Linked DNA regions of Mus musculus: regions 2, 3, 4, 5, 6 and 7 are each linked to region 1. A link is a contact called in public HiChIP or PLAC-seq and promoter capture Hi-C data. All regions are on one chromosome and are shown on one strand. Each heading gives the region's core, a stretch centred on a gene start, on an enhancer-like site or on the middle of the called end of the contact. The rest is flanking DNA. Distances are from core to core; before and after follow the strand shown.

Region 1 (3,056 bases), core at 225-2,724:
AAGTGATTATCCTCATGTTATAAGTAGGGAACAAAAAACACAATTATTACAGAGGCTGGACTCCTACTTTTACAGCCTGGCTACAAGCACTTAGCTAACTGCTCTCTCTGTATTTCTGAGTGTTAGTAAGTACTCTCACCACTTTACAGGACTGTTAAGTTAAAAAGAAAACTGTATAAAGTTAAAAAAAAAAGTGCAGCAGCTCTAATGCTGACAATTACATAACTTTCACAAATCTGATTATGTTTGACTTATAGGGCCTCATATCTGCTCTTTGTCACCAAGAAAAGCTGGAATCCGGTAAGTAGCTAACCACTGTCACACAGAGTATAGCAACTTAGATAAAATAAATTTATGTGAAAGTTTACTCTTGGGATGGGAAGGAGTAAGCTATCCCAACAACTTTAACATCAGTGACAGCAAAACGTCACATATTTTAGGATACCTTTTACACCGGTTCCAGATTTTTGCCTGCCGACTGCCTAACCACGTGCGTGCCGAGATCTAACCGGGTGAGTCAACAGTGAGCAGCATTTACCTGACAGCGAAAAGGATTCCCTAACTAAGCAGTTTCCCAACTACGAGAGAAAAAAAAAAAATCACCAGGACCTACATCATATGCCCTACTCTATTTCACTGTACCTCCGCTGAGAAAGAAGGGAACTTAGAAATGGAAAAGAGTTTGTGGGACGACGAATCCCACAACCTAGAGGCAGAAGGGAACACGTGTTGAACACGCATCCGAGCCGAGGGAAGGGGCTCCCGGAAGGAACTTAACCTAGACGTGCGCATTCCAAGTGCCCAAAGCAAAACCAATACCGGGGTCCGGGATGCGGAAGCGCGAGACGGTCCTAAAGTGCGCACCGGGTAGCTCTGATGGGGACCCAGGCCTGGGAAGTCTGAGGCCGCCCCCCGGGGGAGCAGAGGCTTCGATGAACATGGCGGCCCAGAAGCAGCCGGGGTGCAGACCTCGTGGAGACCGCGGGATCGGGCCGCACCCTCCCGCAGCCCCCCTCGGGCCAGGCCGCACTTTGCAGCCGCGGCGCCGGCCCAAGCGCGCCGCCGGCCCGGCTCCGCGCCTCCTCTCTCCCGGGACGCCCCGGGCCACGCGCGCCAGGGGTGCCACGCGCCTCGCCGCCCGGCCCGGGATGCCGCAGCCCGGCAGGAGGTCCCCGTCCCCGTCGCCGTCCCCGCTCATCCTACCTTGGCCTGCAGCCGTGCTGGCGCCCAGGCCAGGCAGGTGCAGGTACCGCTGAGGTGCGCGGAAGGCACGTACTCCTGGTGCAGCCGGTTGTTGGCGGTCTCCCATACTCGCAGCTGACCGTCACTAGAGGCTAAAGCGAAGTAGGCTTGACTGTCCGGCGAGAAGGCGCAGGGGACCCCCGCCGGGGCCAAGGGGTCGTAGCTACCGCCGCCTCCGGCCGCCATTGCTGCTCTGGCTCCGCGGCAGCCACGTGTTCGCCCGGGCGCAGGCGCACCGGCGCGGGGTGGGGCCTGCAGGGAGGAAGTGGGGCGGAGGGAACGCTGAGAGCCCAAGAAGTGGCTGGTCGTGACGCAGGCCAGCGTTTAGCCGGGCCCACCCTGTGGACGGTGGCTCAGTGGGGTCCTTCTTAACTTGTCCTGCGAAGGAAGCGCGAGGGGAAGTGATTTGCATACTACCGAGCCAGATCCTTCTTTTAAAACTACGTCCTATGAAACAACTAGACGAAATGTTTAAAAGAAATATTTACTTACATCTCCGAGATTGTAACAGCTGTTTCCATGTTTCTTTAGTCTCTTCGAGGACGTGGCCATGTACGTACAATAATTATCCAATCATAGTTCTATCAAAGTTAGAGTTGGGGCTTGAAGAAACAAGATGCCTCTTTTATCTGTGTTAACACACAGAGATACTATTGGACAAGAGAGGAGGTCAAGTTGGGTGTAAATAAAGAATCCGGGCGGTGGTGCCTCACGCCTTTAATCCCAGCACTTGGGAGGCAGAGGCAGGCGGATTTTTGAGTTCGAGGCCAGCCTGGTCTACAGAGTGAGTTCCAGGACAGCCAGGGCTATACAGAGAAACCCTGTCTCAAAAAACAAAAAACAACACACACACACACACACACACACACACAAAAGAAAAAAAAAAAAAAAGAAAAGAGAAACCAAACATATATTCCCATCTGGATGTGTGCCTTTTAATCCCAGCACTCTATCTGAGGCAGACGCAGGCACGGTCTAGAAACTGAATTCTATAACATCGAGGACTATAGGGAAACTGTCTCCAAAAGATAAATGATAGATAGATAGAAGAAATTTTTTCCTTATTTTATTGGTTCTTTTTTTTTAATTATTGGTTATTTTGTTTATTTAAATTTCAAATGTTACCCCCCCCCCGGGTTTCCTCTCCTAGAACCCCCATCCTACCCACCTCCCCCAGGCTGCTTCCTCACCCACATGCACACTCCCGCCCCACCACTCTAGCATTCCCCTACGCCGGGGCATCATGTCTTCACAGGACCAAGGGCCTCCACTCCCTTTGACGACAAACAAGGCCATCCTCTGCTACATATGCAGCTGGAGCCATGGGTCCCTCCTGTGTACTCTTTGGTTGATGGTTTAGTCTCTGGGAGCTCTGATGGTACTGGTTGGTTGATGTTGTTCTTCCAATGGGGCTGCAAGAGCCTCTCAGGAGACATCCATATCAGGCTCCTATCAGCAAGCACTTCCTGGCATCAGCAATAGTATTTAGGTTTGGTGGCTGTATATGGGATGGATCTCCAGGTGGGGCAGTCTCTGGAAGGCCTTTCCTTTAGTCTCTGCTCCACTCTTTGTCCATGTATTTCCTTTAAACAGGAGCAATTCTGGGTTAAAATTTTGAGAAGGGTTAATGGCCCCATCTCTCAACCAGGGACCGTGCCTAACCTCTGGATACAGGTTCTCTCTCCCCTTTGTTGGGTAATTCAGCTAAAGTCATCCCCCTTGGGTCCTGTAAACCTCTTGCTTTCCTAGCGTCTGGGACTTTCTGTTAGCTACCCATCCCCGTTGCTACATGCCTATGTTCAATTTCCTTACCC
Region 2 (3,056 bases), core at 198-2,697, 2.9 Mb before region 1:
GCTATCCCAAAACACTCCAGTATGTCCACTGAACGAGCTTTGACCTGGTACATCCTGAAAGTCCAATATGTGAACCAACGTCTCCACCACCCAAGTGCTCTCCTTCCAAGGTGGAGGAGACCCAGACATACTTACAACTACCAATCTCTAGCTCTCTATGCTAAAACAAGTTGAAAGGGCTTGAAGTTCCACCTAATTACAAGGGGCCTAGGCTTCTTGACACTGGAAGGAGGGAGCACTCAGAGCTAGAGGACCGATACTAACCTTTTTTTTTTCTTTTTTTTTTTTTTTTTTTTTTTTGCACTCTGCGAGTCCCATAGTCCAGCAAGCACAGTTCAGGCAGCTGGCCTTCCCTCTCCTACTGACCTCCCCATCCCAGTGCCCACTCCAGCCCGCCCCCTGTGCGAAAGCGCAACCCTCGGAGGTCCCCGCACCTACAGGACCAGACGACAACCGGCGGGCCGCTACTCGCCGGGAAAAGAGGGCAAGACAGCCGGCTTGGACGCTTCCCGCCCCTTGCCTCCGGCCACCCATCTCTCCCGCCACCGCCAAGACTGCCAGCCCTTCCCTCTGGTCCAGCCCGGAGCTAGCCCAAAATCTCGTCCAAGAGGCCAGCGAGGGCCCGGTCCTCACCAGCACCGACCTCCAAGGCCTCCACATCTCTCCCACAGGACCAGGCCGGTTCAGATGCAAAAGGCCCGAAAAGCAACTCGCAGCGCACCCCGCCAAACCGAGTTCCCGTCCCCAAAAGCTGCTGCTTTCCGAGTCCGAAGGTCCTCGGCCGTAGCTTCCGGGCCTCTCCGACCCTCCCGCTCCACGCTGTCCCTCCGAGGCCGATCCCGATCCCGGAGGCTGGGAGGCTTCCTCCACCAGCATCCCCACAACCCGTCTCCGCCCGCGGCCGGCCCAGCCCAGCCCCCGCCCGGCGTGCCGCGCTCACCGCTGAGCGCCGAGGCCTGAAGGGTGGCCCCGGACGTGCCGTCGATGACTTTGATGGTCCCGCGGCTGGTGACGGCCAGGATGGCGTTAAGCGCCGGGTGGTAGGAGAGGCTGTGCAGCCCGTCGGCGTCGCAGCGCATGCAGCCATCCCGCAGCACCAGCCACTCGGAGACCCCGGCCGCCCCCGCCCCTGCCGCCGCCGCCGCGGAGGAGCAGCTCGGGCCCGAGGCCTCCGCAGCCGCAGCCGCCATCTTCCGGCCTGCGCTCAGCACAATCACACTGGGAAGCCGCTCAGTGACAGTCCCGGGAGGTGCAGCACCACAGCCAGTCACCATCCGGGGCCAGGGGGCAAAGCGGAGCGCGTTAGCCGGAAGTGAAGTCAAGCGCCTGCACGCACAGGGAACGTCGCCCGCCAGGCCGGCCAGGCCAAGCGAGCTCGCAGGCTGGCGGGGGAGGGGAGAGAGGGCCGCACCAAAGGAGGGGCCGGAGCCCAGGGGGTGGAGCATGCGCGGGAGTGCCGATCTAGCCAGAGCAGAGGGAAGCTAATAAGGAACTTCCGAAGGCACAGAAAAGGCGGGGCAGGGGCGGGACCTGGCCTAGTAAGCATGCGCAGAAGAGCTCCCAGGGCCCGGTAGGCGGGCCTCAGAAGAAGAAGGGGGCGGGGCTGAAACTTTTTTTTTTCAAGCGCGGAGCATGCGTGGTAGGACTAGGCGCGTGCCACGCGCTGCTGCTCCAGCCAGCCCTGCGTCCTCAACGTCCCAGTTTCTTCCTTCGAGCCCCGGGAGTGGTATCGGCGGGAGTTCCGCCCTGCGCGTGGCAGGGAGGGTGGTGCTGGGCCCTGTGCATTTCCGCTAGGCAAACCCGAGCCCGCGCGACTTGTCTGGTACGCCCAGAGGCCCCTTCGTGGCCAGGGCGGCTGATTCCCAGCGGTTCCCAGCACGGGGCAGAGGAGGAGGGCGTTGCGGGGTGGAGGCGAGATCCGGAAGTAGGCCTCTATCATTGCACACTCTGACAAGCCTCTTCATTGGAACTGAACCTGATTTTTTTTTTACGACGCCTGCCCTAGTTTCAGATTTTTTTTACACTTGATCTTAGAAGACTGAGAAGCGATAGTTCCAAATCTTTTAATAAACAGACATGCTCATTAATGAGGTGCTGGACACATTACAGGTCAGCCTAGTGTAGCTCATTGCAAAGGATTTACATGATTTTTGGTGGGGTGTTGTGGATTGCCCTGGGGCTAATTATATTTGATGTCAATTCTGTTCTCCTGTGAGGAGTTGTGAACAAGGAATGAGTCAGCACTTAGGTGATTTCTTGTAAACCTTCCCACCTTAATTTGTAAAATAAAGGAAAGCTGATGATTGGGCAGAGAAAGGGAAAGTGGAGTGGAAAGAAAGGAAGGAGGTTTGAGACAGAGAAGGCAGAGGAGGAGGAAGAAGAAAAGCAGAACAGAAGAACATGGCCTGGAGAAAACGCAAGTTCTAAGTGGTCTCATAGATGTGGAAGATGGTAGTGTAGTGGTTGTAGATCTGCCCAATCTAGGCGCACAGCATGTATTCATACTAATTGTGTCGTGTTTTCATTGCCAGAGCATAATTGGGTTGGAGAGATTTGCTGTAACAGTGGAGTATCCTCCTTCGTTAGATTTGAAAGAACATCTTTCTTAAACTTTATGTTGAAACAGTTACTTGTCAGTCAGTCACTTGTAGTTACAGTGTAGCGGTGCCTGGGTGTGGTCTCGCATACCTAGAATCCCAGTCTGAAACAGTAATGCTAAGAATTCTGGGCAAGCCTGCGCTATTTAACAAGATCCTTTCCAAAAAAAAAAAACTTGAGGCAATAAAAAATTGTTTGGTGCCTGGTGATGGTGGCCCACGCCTTTCATCCCAGCACTTGGAGGCTGTTGCTACCAGAAGCTAGAGGTTGAATTCAGCAGTTGGTTTGGAACCCCATGCTGCTTACACAAGCTTCCCTCTCAAAATACGTCTTTATTTAAAGGACCGAAGTTGTTCAGGCTAGGACTGCCCTATACCACTACTCAAGAAATGAGTATCCTTTTTTTGGTCTTTCGAAACAGGGTTTCTCTGTGTAGCCCTGGCTATCCTGGAACTTAC
Region 3 (3,056 bases), core at 269-2,768, 2.8 Mb before region 1:
TGCATTATCAATCGTGTGGACACCTGACTAGCCTGGGCTAACTTGCCCCGACCCCAGTGACTGAGAGTACAGCTTTGCTGGAAACCAAGGTACAGAGATAAGTTTGTTTGCCTCTGTCCTCAGTGACAGTATGCTTGAACCAACCAAACCAGAACATTTCACTTTCCATCTTTTCTCTGTCCACCTCTTAATCCCCATTCATTATGAAAAAACCGAGTGAGGCATAGTGGCTCATGCCCACAATCTTCTTAGAAGGCAGAGGCAGGAGGATCAGAAGTCCAAGATAAGACAAGACATGCAAAAACCATACTGAGTGTCTAAAATACCAGAATTAAGAGTCCAGACAGAAGCTGATCAACTGATTAGAACTTTTTTTTTAAAGATTTTTATTTACATGAGTACACTGCAGCTGCCTTCAGAGACACACTAGAAGAGAGCATCGGATCTCATTACAGATGGTTGTGAGCCACCATATGGTTACTGGGAATTGAACTCAGGACCTCTAGCAGAGCAGTCAGTGCTCTTAACCACTGAGCCATCTCTCCAGCCCCTTTGAACTTCTTTATTATCCACTTCTGTGTCTGACCTATCGGGCAAAAACCTGTGGGATTTATTAACAAAGCTGGGTACCAGCTCATAACAACCCAGATGGCTCAAGATGGCCTCAGATCTGGAGTCTTTACCAAGGCTTTCTTTTCTTTGCTACAACCTGCCTACCCAATGTTTCCACCAATGTATTTGAAATTATGTTGATTGATGACTTTTTTGTTGTTGTTGTCCTGTTAATATAAAAGCTTCCTGAAACTAAGTAGTGATGTGCCTTTAATCTAAGCACTCAGGAGGCAGAGTCAGGTGGGTCTCTGTGGGGTTCAAGGTAGCCTGATCTATACTGGGAGTACCAGGGTAGCCAAGGGTACGTAAAAAGAGTCTGTCCCAAAACAAAACAAAACAGAATAACACACACACACACACACACACACACACACACACGCACACACGCACACGCACACACACAACCTTCATGGAACAGTTGCTGCTTTTGAACTTTGAGTACCCTGTCTTCCTGGGCCTTGTCATTCAAAGCTTTCTCATTCCCTTTGCTTGGAGAAATAAACAGTTGTTAACTCTTTTTTTTTTTTTTTAAATGCAACATACCTTTTAAAGATTTATTTATTCATTTTTTTTTTAATGTATATGAGTACACTGTTGCTGTCTTCAGACACACCAGAAGAGGGCATCAGATACCATTACAGATGGATGTGAGACACCATGTGGTTACTGGGAATTGAACTCAGGACCTCTGGAAGAGCAGTCAGTGCTCTTAAAGGCTGAGCCATCTTCCAGCCCCAGTTGTTAACTCTTTACCACATGAATAACCAGGAAGCAAAGAGTGCCTAAGTTCAAAGTCCCTACTTCCTGGCTACTCAGTCACTCCTTTTTCTTGCTACGTAATTATGTAAATACCCCGATTATTATGGTTCTTAAGCAAGAGAAGAACCCACCAGGCACTTCCTTTTTTCTACAGTTGTCTCTCATGGACAAAGAAGTTTGGATTAAGAAAGAAAGAAAATTACTTTTAAGACGACTTTTCCTTCGAAGGCAACTGGATTGCTTGGCCAGGTACCTCGGGGAGAGGGAATAGGTTTTTAAATCAGTTTTAGAGTCAGATCCTGAAATTAGAATTTAGGTCCACTGAAGCCTGTGTCTGTGAGGTTGTCCTGCAGTGGATGGTTTGCCCATTGGGCTGATTTGCCTGCAGGGAAACTTGGTTTGAGGGTAGGCAGTGTTGGGGGCGGGTGGTTAGCCTGGTTGGTCTGTTGGAGTTTAGCTGCGTTTTTCTGAGTTGGTGTTAAGGATTTGGAGCCCTAGAGAACGCCTTTGTATTTACTATGGAGACAAAAAGACTTAGAAAATGCTTTTTGGCCTCACAGGAAGGAAACCCAGAGCTGAGGGAGAGAGAGACTGCTTGGTCCGTCCAGTGTCCTGAGCCTCTGACAAGATACTTGAACTTGGACAGAAAAGTTAAGCAAGTCCCTCTTGGGGATAGGAAGAATGCTTATAGAAAGTGTGTTACAGACCTGCGTTGTGTGCTGAGGTGTTTCCAGCCCCAGTGTGTCTAGGAAGTGCTTTACAGACTTGAGTTGTGTGATAACAGATAAGGTGTGTCCATTCTTTATCTCAGAGCATCTTAATAACCCCGTTGCCGGGGTGGAATCAGGCTCTCCTAACTTCCCTTAACCTCTTTTATTCTTCCAGTCTCCCATTACTCCCACTTGTGCCTATAGACAATTTTCATACACTATTTACATAGCACTAAGAGTATTCAGTGAGCTGCGGGTGTCCAAAGGAGATCTAAGAAGATTCTAGATCAGGACATTTTTATACTGGAATGATAGATGAATCACAGGGACTGGTGGCCTCTGTTCCATCCGTCTTCCTGGTTAATCATCGCTATAGTCCCAGGCTTGGAGCAGATGTGAGTGCTAACAGTTCAGCAAAGGAAGCATAATCCAGAGGCAGGGGAGATGCTCAGGGGGAAGGGGCACTTGTCGCCGAGCCTGTTGACCAGAGTTTGATCCCTGGGACACAGATTATTCCAGGAGAGAACTGACTTTTGCTAGTTTTTCTCTAATCTCTACACAAATGCCGTGGCACTCTCGAGCACCCCTACCCACCCACCCACCCACCCACCCACACACACACACCAATCAACCAATGTGAAAAAAATTTACACATGCTGCCTTTCTGTAGCCAATTATATGAGTTCTTTCCCCCTAGTTGTGGGAGTGACACACGAGACGTAGGTCAAGAAGGATTTCAGTTTTCTGAGGAACTCACATCACGATCTGAAAGAACATTATCACTTAAGCTGGATGTGGGAGCTCATGGCAGTCATCTTCACACTGAGAAGGCTAAGACCAGAGCGTTACCATGAGTCTGAGACTAGACTGAGCTAGACAGTGAGTCCCAGGCCAGACGTGGCTATGCTGTATGACCTTGTTTCAAATAAGAAAGAGAATCTTATTTGCCAAGGCATGAACATAAGAAAAGGATCG
Region 4 (3,056 bases), core at 243-2,742, 2.8 Mb before region 1:
TCCACCTGCCTCTGCTTCCAGAATGCTGGGTTAAAGACGTGCACCACAACTGGTTTATCCTATCCATTTTCTGTACCCAAAGGATTACTGAAATTTTATGAAAATACTGTGTGTGATTTTCCCCCTATCAAGGGCTAGAACTATGATTCACAAATCAAGAGTATTCACTGCTCTTACAAAGGACACAAGTTCAGTTCCCTGTGCCCACACGGCACTCACAGTTGTCTGTAACTCCACTCCCAGGAGATTCAACACCCTCATTTTACTTCCCCGGGCACCAGACACGTACTTTGTGCACCAAGAAACAGGCAGACAAACATCCATACACAAAATTTAAAAAAAAAAAAAAATCTGGGAACCAGAGAGATGGCTCAGTACTTGAGAACACAGGCTGTTCTTCCAGAGGACCTAAGCTTGACTCCTAGCATCCACATCTGCTCACAGCTCCCTGTAACTCCAGCTCCAGGGATCTAATGTCTCTGGCTTTCTCCCACAGCTGCACCCACGTGCACATAACCACACAATTTAAAAGAATACGGTGAATTCTTTTACAGATCTTCATTAGACATTTTAATATATAATATTTTAATGTTTTGGTTTTTCGTTTTTTTCGAGACAGGGTTTCTCTGTATAGCCCTGGCTGTCCTGGAACTCACTTTGTAGACCAGGCTGGCCTCCAAAGAAGGAAACTTTATGGTGGCAACAGTAAGAACACAAATATGTCATTGTCGTATGTAAGTTACCAGTAAGGGCTCAATGAGTTTTTGTGATCGTTTCAAAGGGCGGTCAGCACTCTGACATCTGAAAACGCAACCACCCGTTCACCTTTACAGAATACTGAGATAATTATGTTTGACTTACGCGTTTTGTTGTTTGGTTTTAGATTATGGGGTTTTTTTGTTTTTTTTTTTCGGGTCAGAGTCTCTATTTAACTCAGGGTGAACTTCGAAGTGCAATCCTCCTGCCTCAGTTTCCTGAGTTGTAGGCCAAAGGCATGTGCCAAAACACTCAGCTTAATAATTAACTCAATAATTTTTAGGAAAAACCTGACATTCCAACAACCATAGCGTATACTAGAACCTTTCCCGAGCTGCTCCACTAACCCTTTCTGTAGCCGCTGCTCAGTGCCGAGCTATTCAAACACTGAAAAGCAAACGAGTGAACACGCCCTAGAAAGCCCCACGCAAGCCTCAAGTCGCTGATGGCGTTCACTTGTTCTCAGAGGAAGCTTTAATTTTAACATTAGGCAAATCTGGCATTTCCCAGCTGTAGAGGCACAGAGCAGGAACCCTTCAAGAACCCGAGCGCTGGGAACCCCAGCGCAGGCCCGACCACGCGGTTCCGAGCAGCTGCGGTACAGCAGGGCGCTCGAGCGAGGAAGCAGGAGGGAAACATCCCGCAAGAATCCCGCACACCCCACGGCCAACTCACCATGGTAAGGAGCCGTACAGCTCCCGCCGGAAGACGCTCTGAGAAGTCGCATTTCTCAAGCGGAAGGGGCGGGCCTTCAGAATCCGATTGGTTGCAGGGCGAGGGGGCGGGACTGCGCATGTACCCTAGGTCGCCGTCTTTTTGTTCTCCGCCGCCTGGGAAGTGGGCGGATTAGAGCTGCTCTGGGCGGGGCTGCTCGCCCAGGGAAAGGGTGGGCATTTATCACCTTGGGAGGAACTTTGAGGTCTGTTCAAAGTCTTCTACCAGAGTGTGAGTTTATTACAGTTTATACTCCTGTTTTAAAAATGAAGAAGCAGGAACATTAAGAAATGTCACAGTAAGGCCGGGCAAGTCTCGCTGATTTCGAGGTCAGGCTCCTCGAGGTAGACTCAGCCTATGTTAAAAATACATTTATCAAATTCCCAACTGTTTCATTAAAAATAATGTCGCAGAAAACGCTTGGCTTAAGAACACAAGGATTCGAGTTAAATCACAAGAACCTACGCCGTCACGATGGCCACACCTGTTTGATCTCAGCACTCAGGAAAGCAGAGGCAGGCATATCCTTAGTGACTCGATTTCAAAAACCCAGGTGAACGTCAACCTTAAGTATAAGGTTGTTCTCTGGCCTCCACGAGCACTTTACTGGTGCACGTCACCGGTCAGGGTGCAGCATCGCCTGCGTACTATTCTAACGCTGGAGGCTGAGGCAGGAAGACTACACTACACAGCAAAACTGTCTCAAAACCAAAACGAACGAGTGAGTGAGTGAGTGAGTGAGTGAGTGAGTGAGTGAATGAATGAATGAATGAATGAATGAAAAGAGGTGATGGCTTTTCCTGACTCCAGTCATCCAAGTGGCTACTGCAGTTTAAGAGGATCTGACACCACCACCAGGTGGTAGAGCCCTTAGGCATGACACACAAGGGTTCAATTGCCTAAACTGGGTGCAAACCTGTAACCCTATAGATTTGGTAGCTGAGGTAGAAATATTCAGTTCAAGCATACTTGGGGTTTAGAGTAGGTCACTGTCAGCCTCCCCAGTTAGTGAGAGCATCTCAAATTTAAGGAAAAAATAAGCACTTGTAGCTGGAGTCCACTGTTTTGTATATGGTGCCTGTCTTGGGAAGCTGTGGCAGGACACTGAATTCAAGTCACACTTCACTACGTAAAGTACCAAAAAGACAGAACAATAAGAGAGGGATTTCTTAGGGAGAATACTTTCGGGGGTGGGGGGTGGGGGAGAAGGAAGGGTGAGACAAGGACTAAAATTTATTATATACCAGGAAACTGTCCAAGAATAAAATATTTTTAAAAATCTGAAGCATGCCTTAAGTCTTATATGTTTCATAAGCTAGTGTGGAACTCAGAATAGCTGACTTTGAACTGAAAATACTTGGCTTTATCCCATAACAGAGTTTTAAATCTCTACAGTTTCTTTCTTGCACAGTCATTGTAGCCTATAAAGATTGTATTTGCAGATCTTATCTTCTAGGCACTGATCTTAGTGAAATTGTATCCTAGTAAGAGACACATGCAAGAAGAAAAAAAATTCAGTTATTTGTAAGTAGAATGTCAAAACTAAGGTAATGTGCTAGGTATGGTGGATCATGCCTTTAGTCCTA
Region 5 (3,056 bases), core at 145-2,644, 2.7 Mb before region 1:
AACGATTAGCATAGATTTGGGGTCACCTGTTTCCATCTTGTAAGTAGTAATTTCATCTGTAAAAGACCTGTACTGATAGTACTCTGACCTCAGAATTATTGTGAGGATCAAAGACACATGCAAAATGAATTGACAATGCCTGCCACACAGAAAGGCGAAGAAAAGATGTTGCTTGAAGGAAACCTGAAGTATGCAGTATTCCTGCCTTCACTGCGAGGCAGGAGCGTTTGTTTTATCTTCTATGGTAGAATGATATATGCCTGTTTACCCAACTCATTCATTTAATATTTTTAACATTAAAATTTAGAAACTCGAGAGTGCCTTGGAATAAAATAAAAATAACAAAATAGTAAAAACTAAAGCAACTAGCGGTTGAAATACAGCTCAATAAAAAAGAAATCTTCAAGACTCACTATATTGGTAAAAATAATTCATGAAACTTCAGAATATGGCAAATCCGGCTCTAAGTATAAGGAGCTACTACTCCTTTCAAATCCAAGTCAACCCCCCCCTTTTTTTTTTCCTCTCCAAACACTACAGAACCCTTCTCAATGAAGTTTATACACAGCTGTTTCGATACCAAAACCTTTTGGAAGCCCAGCTCAGAGAAAGCAACACTGTTTACAGTGTTAGAAAGAATCCCGTGTGGTCGGTCACTCTAGGCCAACTGTCACTGTCACCAGCACGCCTGGGTGTCTCACGGGGACTTGGGTCATGCACAAGTGTGGGGGTGCTGAAACAAAGTCGAGTCAGGGCGCCCTGAAAGGGGTGAGGATCAACTAACTAGGCGTCGCACAGCAGGATCTGGCCTGTGGGGACTCGGACTCCCGAGGCAGATCAACTCCGGGGGTGCAGGAAAGGGACGCAAGTGGCGTCCTCCCAGGGCCGCCCGCCCCGGCCAGCCCGCCGGCCTCCCTCCAGCCCCCCAGTAGTACCTTTCTCTTCCTCGTCGATGCGCAGGGCAATGGAGATGTACTCGAAGGCCTGCTTGTGGAAGACGCGGACGCTCTCGGCCTCGCCACCCGGTCCGGGCTCTGGGGGCGAGGGCGAGGCGGGCGCCGGCGCGGTCCCGGAGCTCCTCTTGGCGGCCATGAGGGCGCGGGAGAAGCGCTGGCAGAGCCACGCGAAGAGGAGCCCCAGGTGGCAGGCCAGCAGGCGCAGCAGGGCGAAGCCGACGACCAGCGGGGACGAGAAAGAAGACGGGTTCCGCTTAGGCGGCGAGCCGGCCGCAGGGGCCGGGCCGGCGGCAGGGGCGGGGACCGCGGCGGGGGGCGGAGGCCTGGCGGGCGCCGGGCTCGCGCCGCCCGAGCCTTTCTTCTTCCGTCGTCCGGCCGGAGAACTCATTCACAGCTCCCACTGCCGCCGCCGCCATAACCCGCTTCCCGCAGACCGACGGCGACCAAGCGGCGGCGGCGGCGGCCACTGCCACTGCGGCGGCGGGGGCCCACGGAGCCGCTCGCGCGCCAGCCGGAGCCCGGGAGCCTGGCACCTGCACGCGCCGCTCGCCGGCCCCGCCCCTCGCTCCTCAGCTGCCCAGGAGCACAACCCCGTCTCCTCCTCCTCCTCCTCCTCCTCCCGCCGCGGCCGGTGGCTCCTGCCCCTCCTTTCCTTCTGTCCCCTGGGCCGCTGGCACCTCGCTGCGGCGGCCGGGCACGCGCACGTCCTCGGTGAATGGCTCTGGTGCGCGCGCGTACGCCGCCGTCTTTGTTGACCTGGGAGCTTGTGCGCATGTGCGGCATCCTCCTACCCCCCACGCCCCTGCTATGCCCCTTTCTCTGGGAACCTCAGTTCTGTAGGCGCGGTTCGGCTTGCGATGGTCCCAGGGGTTCGTCGCTCCGCAGGTTCTTCGACTTTTGAAGAATCGGAATAGGGAGCTTTGATAATAAATTTTTAAATGGGGGTTAACAGCGTTTGAGTGGCTTTACTAGTGCTCAGGTCTGCTGTCTCGCAGTGCGGTTGTTTGCCTTTGTGTGAGATGCTGACCTCCAACTCCTCTTGTAGCTGAGGAAGGAGGCCTTCAACTCCTGATCTTTCTGCCTCCGTCTCCCCAAAACTAGGATTACAGGTGTGCATCATCACTCCTATTGCTTTATATATCTTTGTTTTCTGCTGGTTGAGCCAATAGGTCTTTTGCAAAGGATGGCTGATCTGAGTTTCGTATCAGAGGCAGTGTGTAGCAATTTGGGTATGTTAGCTGAGAGGGAAACAAGTTGCAGAGACAAAGTTCAAGACATCCTAAAGGGAAAACTTTATTACCACGAGGACCACGAACCCTACTTTCAACTAACCTATTACACGTTTGTGTTATCTCAGGATTAGTTATGTGAATGCAGTCATTCTTGGGTTTTGCCTAGTTACCATACTTGGTAGAATCCATACTATCTGTGTGTGCACGTGGATGTGTGTATATGTCTTCACCATTTCTTCCTTTGGTAGACTATCTATCTACTCAATATTTCCCATATTCTAATGATCAGCAGTTGTTCTACAGATCCTGGATCACATAGAGGAAAACAAACCGTGGGCCAGTCAGACTCCTGCGAACTGGCATCTGGAAATAGAAGTTAGTTGAAATCAAAAGCTCTAAGAGCCAGTCGATGCCATCTGTATTCCCAGAGTTTTTGGATTCCTAGACTATATTGCCTATCCAATAAACTATTCAGTCTTTCCTCTTTCTCCCTCCCTCGCCCATCCCCCTCCCCTCATCCCTGTCTTTAAAAACAAACAAACAAAACCACCCCCTCTCATTTCAGTTTGCCACAATTATTTCTTGTTGCCTAAATGAGTGACTACTAACACAAAGTCTCTATTGTTTCCAGTGTGAGGCATACAGATCCCCTGTGAGCGCATAGGAGAATCCCTGCATTCTGCTGAAACTATATTCCCTACCAATATAAATATCATAGATTGCTGCAAAATTTACGTCCATTGTTTCCCACTGCTGCCTGCCTTCTTTTCTGCTTCGATCCTGATTATATTTTTCACATTCTGAAATGTTTTCTGTCTTTCAAATTTGTATTCCTTTCAATTCCTTTTATCCAGTAAGCTCTGATTCT
Region 6 (3,056 bases), core at 334-2,833, 2.7 Mb before region 1:
GTATATATACCACATTTCTGTGTAAGTGCAAGTGAGTTCAAGTGCTCACAGAGGCCAGAAGACGGTGTCAGATCTCGGGAGTTCTGGGTGGTTGTTGGACTTCTGGTGTGTGCCTGGGAACTGAACTCTGGAAGAGCAGTAAGTTTTTGTTTTTGTTTTTGTTTTTAAAGTGACTAAACCATCTCTTTTCTCACCACCACACCAAGCACAAAAGCTCTTTTCAAGTACATTAGGTGTGTGGGTTGTAGGAAAGTCTGGAAATCTTAGCTATAATCATTGTAGGGACAGCTGAAGGCTTCTTCTTCTTCTTCTTCTTCTTCTTCTTCTTCTTCTTCTTCTTCTTTTCTTCTTCTCCCCCTCCCCCTCTCCTTCTTTTTCTTGAGACAGGGTTTCTCTGTGTATCCCTGGCTGTCCTGGAACTCACTCTGTAGACCAGGCTGGCCTCTAACTCAGAAATCCACCTGCCTCTGCCTCCCAAATGCTGGGATTAAAGGCATGCAGCACCACTGCCCTGCCAACTGAAGGCTTTTTGGAAACATTTTGGTGTTAGCTAGGAGTCTGAACATTCCAAGAAACTCACTAGTAAGAAGTATTAGTAAAGAAGTTAGGTCCCTGACAGAGGTGGGTATTAAAGGCTATTTAGGGAGCTAACTAGGTTCAAGACAACTAACTAGTGTCTCTAGATTTGCAGCATTCCAACCTCTCCATACCCTTGAAATCCTAATCCATCAACAGTTACAATAATTACAGGAAAGCAGGCTCTCCTGGAACTCCCGTTCAGGAAGCTCTGGCTGGCGTTTGACCCTCTTTACCTCAGTCAGCCAAATGCTGGGATTTCAGACACCTGGCTTTAAAATGTAAAAACAAGCAAACACAACCCAGGTTGGAATCCATAATACTACAGTCTGGAAAGCCATTTCTTCTGTAGAAATTGAACCAAGATCCTTGGTTATCCCAGGAAAGCGCTCGACCATGAGCTGAACTCCTTATCCCTGGAAAGTAATTAAAAAAAAAAAAAAAAACTAATCTAGACATAAATGTAGAATAGTGTGAACGTGGTATCCTCATAGACTGCAGGGCTTGAATAAAAGCCGCCCAAGAATTCCCAAACACTCCTCCTTGTTTCCCTTTGGCCTTAAAAAAATTATATATGTGTGTATGTATACGTATATATGCGTGTTTTGCCTGAATGTGCGCGGAGCACACGCGTGCCTCGTGCCTGCGTAGATAAAAAGAGAGAGTCAGCTCCCCGGAACCGGAGTTAGGGATAGTTGTGAGCCACCATGTGGGCGGTGGAGACCAAACCTAAGTCGCCTGTAAGATTAGCCAAGTAATCAACCGCTGGATGCCCTCTAGCCCCTAGTAAAGCCTGAGCAAGAATCGCTCAGCAAGTGAGTGGCCTCGGTTCCTCGGGGACCGTCACTTCCAGGTGCCACGAAGGACTGTCTAAAGGAGAAAGATCTACGGCAGGGTGGAGCCGGCAGGTGGCCAGGCACCCCGCGCACCGCAGAGGCGTAGGCCCACTTAGGCGGGCTCGGGCACTTCTGCCCGCGGGGCCGCTCTGCGCAGGCGCGGCGGCAGCGCGACGTCCCTCACTTACGGCCGAAGCGGTTCGCGCTGTGAGTCGGTGGCGCCGTGCAGGGCACTTAGGAACCGACAGCCTTGGCGCGGGTAATCAGCTTCCCTGTCCTCCTCCTCCCACCGCTACATCCTTGGGACGACCTCCGAGCCTCGCGATGCGACGAGGACGGCCAGTCGGTGGCCCGACCCAGCCCGCGCGTCTGCTGCCCGCGGGGGTGAGGGGCGGGGTCCCGGGCTGGGCTGCACCGCACCGGGTCCTGGCGTCTTCCACTTGAAATCTCCCGGGTAACTAACTCGCGGCTCTTCTTGTTTTGCAAGACTGGTATCCGGTTGATTGCGGTTTGCAGGGTCCGCCATGGAGTCGGAGCAGATGCTGGAGGGACAGACACAGGTACCAGGAGGCCCTGGGTTCAGGGTGGCGGTGTGCGGGGAGGCAGCGCGGGACGGGCGGATGTCTCTCTCTGTGACTGTATTTTGTTTTCTAGGTTGCAGAAAACCCTCACTCTGAGTACGGGCTCACAGACAGCGTTGAGGTAACTCGCTCAGTTTCTCTGCCGCATGCATCTATGGGTCTCTTGAGAGCTGGAGAAAACTTAGGATCGGTTTACTAGGCTACTCTGCACGAGGGAACTCTTTGCTGCCGCGATCTCTCCGTAGTATCAGATTATAAGTGGCTTCTTTTTACTAGCATGCTAATACTTGGCTAAAAATAAAGGTACTTTGTAAATGAAAGATTAGATGATCCCGGAACCAGAGCTGGGAAGGTTTGGTTAGGAAAATGGAGGCTTCCCGGAGAAAATTTGTGTGTGAATGGGAGACTCGAGGGATTAAGTTCTGGTTTAAAAAAAAAAAAAAAAAAAAAAGGGCAGGACCACGTTTCCAAGAAGTTGTACAAACAGGTGTTAGAATTTATTCAACACTTTGCTGTTTGTGAGATATATACCAGGCTAATTTGAATGTATCTTCAGCTCCAGAATGCTTAAAGTTGAGTAACTTGTTCAAGGTCAGCGGAAAGTAAGCTTAGACATGTTTTCTTTTTTATTTTATTATTATTATTATTATTATTACTTGTGGGTGTGTGCGCGCATGCACACGCTCGCTCATGCATGTGCACTAGTGTGTGGAGATCAGAGGGCACCCTTACAGAGTAGGTTTTTTGCTTCCACCCTTAGGTGGGTTCTGGAGATGGAACTCAGGTTAGATGTGGGGGTAGCAAGCTCCTTACACACTGAGCAGTCCTGCCTGACCTAGAACTGACTCTTACAAAAGGATTGCATTGTATTTATATTTGTGTGATCTCTCTCTGTCTCTCTTTGCTTCTCTCTGTCTCTTTTTCTGTCTCTCTCTCCCTCCCTCCCTCCTCTCTGTGTTTGTGTGTTTATATGTATGTATATATATTTTTTTATTTTTTCTATTTTTTTCCCCCTGAGATAGGGTGTCATTAGCTCTGGCTGTCCTGGAACTCACTATGTAGA
Region 7 (3,056 bases), core at 395-2,894, 2.7 Mb before region 1:
CAAGAAGTTGTATTTTATTCATTAGGGTCTTTGCTAAGTTTGGTAAGCAACACAAACTCTTGGGAGAAAGCGGCAATTTACCTTTTTCTTGCCATTGAAATTAACTGTAGAGCTTTTCTCATAACACTTGAGAACTTGGCAAAAACCCCAACCAAACAAAAAGTATACTGTTACAGCATTAAGGAACGCCGAACTTGGTTAGGCAGCTAGACATCTACTTTGGACTTCTCCAGGATCTAGTTTAATGTGAAACTAAGATATACCCGGTGTATGATTTCTTTCCCAAATACTTTCTGGGAGTTGGGGAACTGTTACACTTCCTGGGTTTTGGAATCCAGCACTTCAAAGCCAAACAAACCACTTCCTTTGTGATTCTACCCAACTGGTAAAGGAATTCTTTTGCTGCGTGGAATACTTACGTGGAATACTGGGATTTTATAAGTGAAGGGTGACATTTGTAGTATTCCTTACCCCGTCTGGTTCCTCATACGCATTAACTCATAATCCTTGGTACCCCTCCCTCACGAACGTCACCCCCATTTAACACAGTAGGAAATAACTGAGACAATCTTTGCCACATTGCAGTTATACCTAAAATACAATTAGTAAATTTAACTGTGTCGAAGACATTAGGTCGTAAGGGGCGAGCCTGGGAAGCGAAGGTTACATTTTGACAGGGTCGGTCCTCCACCCCCCCATATTCTCCCATCCCAGTACGCCTCGCAGCGCGATGTCTCTGCCAGCGAAACTTCGCGGCGTGGCCCCAGACTTGCATTCCTGGGCGATACCCCGAGGGTGGGAACCCCACCAAGGACGCCGGGGAAGGGGGAACCCCGACGGGACTCGGCAGGCAGCGATCGCGTGTGTGTTGTGTGTGCTGAGCCAGCGGCGCACGGGGACAAGCCAGGCGGCTGGGGGGGGGGGGGGGGGAAGGGGCTCACCCCGCCTCGCGGCTGCGTCCTGCGCCCCGCGCCCTGCCCCCAGCCTCTGCTGGCGCTAAACCCCGGAGAGCGGAGCGTGCACGCTGAGCCTCCTCGGCGGGCCCGGCCGCGGCGCTGGGCATGCTCAGTGGGCCGGCCCCGGTAGAGCGGCGAGTAAGGACGCGTGGGCTCCCCAGGCTCTGCCTTTCCCGGGTTCAGGCCCCGGCCCCGGGCTGTGTGTGTGTGTGTTGGGGGGGAGGTGGCACCGATCGCCGCCGCCCTCCGGCTCGCGGCCTCCCGACCCGGGATGGCGCGGGGCCGGTCCCGCTTCCGCCGTTGAGCGCGCGGCACGGCGGGCGGAGGCGCGGGGCGGGGCGGGGCCGGCGGGCGCGCGGCGGGAGGGAGGCCTCGGTGGTGGGGGCGGGGCGGGGCGGGGCGGTGGGGAAGGGCGCGGAGTCACGGGGGTGGGGTCAGCGGGAGGCTCGGCAGGCCGCGCGCGGCGTGGCCGGGGGGCGGCTCGCGGAAGCAGCTCGGGCAGGGGTAGGGGCGGCGGCGGCGGCGGCGACTCCGCGGCCGCGCGGCTAGGGTAAAGCCGCCGTGGGCCCCATCTTCCGGCGGCCGGCGGAGTTTGTGGTGATTGTTGCCGCCCTCCGCCCTGGCTGCCATCTCCTCCTCTTCCTCCTCCTCCTCCTCCTCCTCCTGGGCCGGGCTGGTCCCCTCCCCGCGGCCGCCTCCTCCTGGGCTGGGCCCGCGGCGTCTCGTCCCCTCGCGGAGCCGCCGCCGCCGCCGCCTCCTCATTCATCCTCGTGCACCATAGGCGGCACAGGCACCAAGATGTCCAACCGAGTGGTCTGCCGGGAAGCCAGCCACGCCGGGAGCTGGTACACCGCCTCAGGTAAGGGCGCCAGGCCGCCGGGGTGGTCGAGCTGGGCAGCCGGGGCCCGGCGGGCGGGGACTCGGGCGGCGGGCGGAGGGCGCTGACCGCGTGCCGAGGGATCGGGGCCGGGCCGCGCCGCCTCCCCCACCCGGCGCTCGGGCAGGCGGCCTGGCGCCCGCGGAGTTGGGCGAGGAGTTGCCGGCCGGCCCCGGCCAGGGCGAGCGCGGGCTCCGCGGCTCCGCGGACGGCCTCTGCGGTGGGGAAGGACGAGTTGGCGCGGTCCTCGTTGCCAGAGGCTGGCCGAGGGGACCGCAGTTTTTGCTCCCACCCTTGGGGCACCCAGCGCCCCTGGAAGGAGTGACAGGCAGTACTTTTTCTACCCTATCTCTCGTGTTGCTACTCTTGGTCTCTCTCGCTTGGAAGATCTGTCAGACCTGGGCCTCTCGGGGGGATTTGTCGCTTTGTACGTGGAGATTCGGGCAGAGCTGCTGCCAGGCAGGGGCTCTGGGTGGCCTCCAAGGTCTTTTGTCAGTGTTTGCATTGTTACTGTCATTTAGGGGCAGCTGGAGATGGCATCAGCACTTTTCCTGAGCAACCTCTTTGGTATCCTGTGTTCAGCACCGAGCCGGGGCTGGACGACCTGCCTAGTTTAGCTTACGTTTTGAGAGAATTTTGTCTGCACTGTCTTCAAAAAACCATGTGTAGTTCTTTGGGTGAGAAAGGGTAGGGCCGTTTCCCTCCAGTACAACTCTCTTCACAAGGATTGTTTTCTGAGATTATTTTCAGGGGTCACATTTCTGCTTTGGTAACAAAGAAAAGTTCCTCCGTGATTCCTGTTGGTCTCTAGGCCATCTGTGCTTCTCAGCAACTGGCCCTAACCATATTTCCCTTTGCAAGTACTAGGGTTGGATAGTGACATGATTCTTTTGGGAAAACGGAAAATCTGGAAGGCAGTTTTTTTTTTTTCCCTGAGATTGTTCAACCAGCTGCAGAAGTACATGCATCTTGTTGGTCCACAGCGGATTTGCCCTGCTAAGACACAAAAGAATGACATGGTTGGGTTTGGAACTACTGCTAACAGGTGGCTGTAGTTTTTGCGTTAGATAAGTATGACATTTTATGGTCCTGAAGTACTTCATAGACTTTTAATCAGTTCTCACTACCTGAGAATGTCAGTTCTTGTGCCAGTATATGGGGAAACAGAAATTTAGTGCTGCACCCCAGACTAGGCCTGTGGTAAAATAGGAATTGTGTAAGTC

What was found. Promoter capture Hi-C pulls out the DNA fragments that hold promoters and counts their contacts. HiChIP or PLAC-seq counts read pairs in DNA pulled down with a chosen protein or histone mark. Capture Hi-C pulls out chosen DNA fragments and counts their contacts.
Region 2: a promoter capture Hi-C map of liver shows a contact between it and region 1, with 4 times the contacts expected there. The contact joins the promoter of Birc6 here to the promoter of Wdr43 in region 1. A contact is called at or near these places in 2 of 39 promoter capture datasets (liver and pre-B cells), 1 of 484 Hi-C or Micro-C datasets (CD8 T cells), 2 of 115 datasets of contacts at active chromatin or transcription factors (astrocytes and large pre-B cells) and 2 of 9 other capture datasets (adipose tissue and liver).
Region 3: a promoter capture Hi-C map of adipose tissue shows a contact between it and region 1. The contact joins the promoter of Nlrc4 here to the promoter of Wdr43 in region 1. A contact is called at or near these places in 1 of 39 promoter capture datasets (hippocampal neurons) and 1 of 9 other capture datasets (adipose tissue).
Region 4: a contact with region 1 is called in a promoter capture Hi-C map of embryonic stem cells, with 4 times the contacts expected there. The contact joins the promoter of Slc30a6 here to the promoter of Wdr43 in region 1. A contact is called at or near these places in 4 of 39 promoter capture datasets (cranial neural crest, embryonic stem cells, hippocampal neurons and 1 more) and 2 of 9 other capture datasets (adipose tissue and liver).
Region 5: a promoter capture Hi-C map of embryonic stem cells shows a contact between it and region 1, with 5 times the contacts expected there. The contact joins the promoter of Spast here to the promoter of Wdr43 in region 1. A contact is called at or near these places in 3 of 39 promoter capture datasets (embryonic stem cells, liver and pre-B cells), 1 of 115 datasets of contacts at active chromatin or transcription factors (large pre-B cells) and 1 of 9 other capture datasets (liver).
Region 6: an H3K27ac HiChIP or PLAC-seq map of embryonic stem cells shows a contact between it and region 1, with 5 times the contacts expected there. The contact joins the promoter of Dpy30 here to the promoter of Wdr43 in region 1. A contact is called at or near these places in 5 of 39 promoter capture datasets (cranial neural crest, embryonic stem cells, hippocampal neurons and 2 more) and 1 of 115 datasets of contacts at active chromatin or transcription factors (embryonic stem cells).
Region 7: a contact with region 1 is called in a promoter capture Hi-C map of liver, with 4 times the contacts expected there. The contact joins the promoter of Memo1 here to the promoter of Wdr43 in region 1. A contact is called at or near these places in 1 of 39 promoter capture datasets (hippocampal neurons), 1 of 115 datasets of contacts at active chromatin or transcription factors (embryonic forebrain) and 1 of 9 other capture datasets (liver).

Annotation. Positions count from the first base shown.
Region 1 is chr17:71,614,633-71,617,688 of GRCm38.p6, reverse strand. It overlaps Wdr43 (WD repeat domain 43), which reads right to left and starts at 1,474. Exons shown (of 18, transcript NM_175639.1): 1 at 1,204-1,474. The coding sequence starts at 1,428.
Region 2 is chr17:74,526,686-74,529,741 of GRCm38.p6, reverse strand. It overlaps Birc6 (baculoviral IAP repeat-containing 6), which reads right to left and starts at 1,447. Exons shown (of 73, transcript NM_007566.3): 1 at 941-1,447. The coding sequence starts at 1,274. It overlaps Gm31645 (a long non-coding RNA gene), which reads left to right and starts at 1,542. Exons shown (of 3, transcript XR_385765.4): 1 at 1,542-2,109.
Region 3 is chr17:74,457,570-74,460,625 of GRCm38.p6, reverse strand. Nlrc4 (NLR family, CARD domain containing 4) reads left to right here and starts at 1,518. Exons shown (of 9, transcript NM_001033367.3): 1 at 1,518-1,620.
Region 4 is chr17:74,394,044-74,397,099 of GRCm38.p6, reverse strand. Slc30a6 (solute carrier family 30 (zinc transporter), member 6) reads right to left here and starts at 1,492. Exons shown (of 14, transcript NM_144798.6): 1 at 1,432-1,492. The coding sequence starts at 1,434.
Region 5 is chr17:74,337,325-74,340,380 of GRCm38.p6, reverse strand. Spast (spastin) reads right to left here and starts at 1,394. Exons shown (of 17, transcript NM_001162870.1): 1 at 936-1,394. The coding sequence starts at 1,344.
Region 6 is chr17:74,314,960-74,318,015 of GRCm38.p6, reverse strand. It overlaps Dpy30 (dpy-30, histone methyltransferase complex regulatory subunit), which reads left to right and starts at 1,583. Exons shown (of 5, transcript NM_001146223.1): 1 at 1,583-1,671; 2 at 1,900-1,972; 3 at 2,067-2,114. The coding sequence starts at 1,937.
Region 7 is chr17:74,293,451-74,296,506 of GRCm38.p6, reverse strand. Memo1 (mediator of cell motility 1) reads left to right here and starts at 1,644. Exons shown (of 9, transcript NM_133771.2): 1 at 1,644-1,815. The coding sequence starts at 1,755.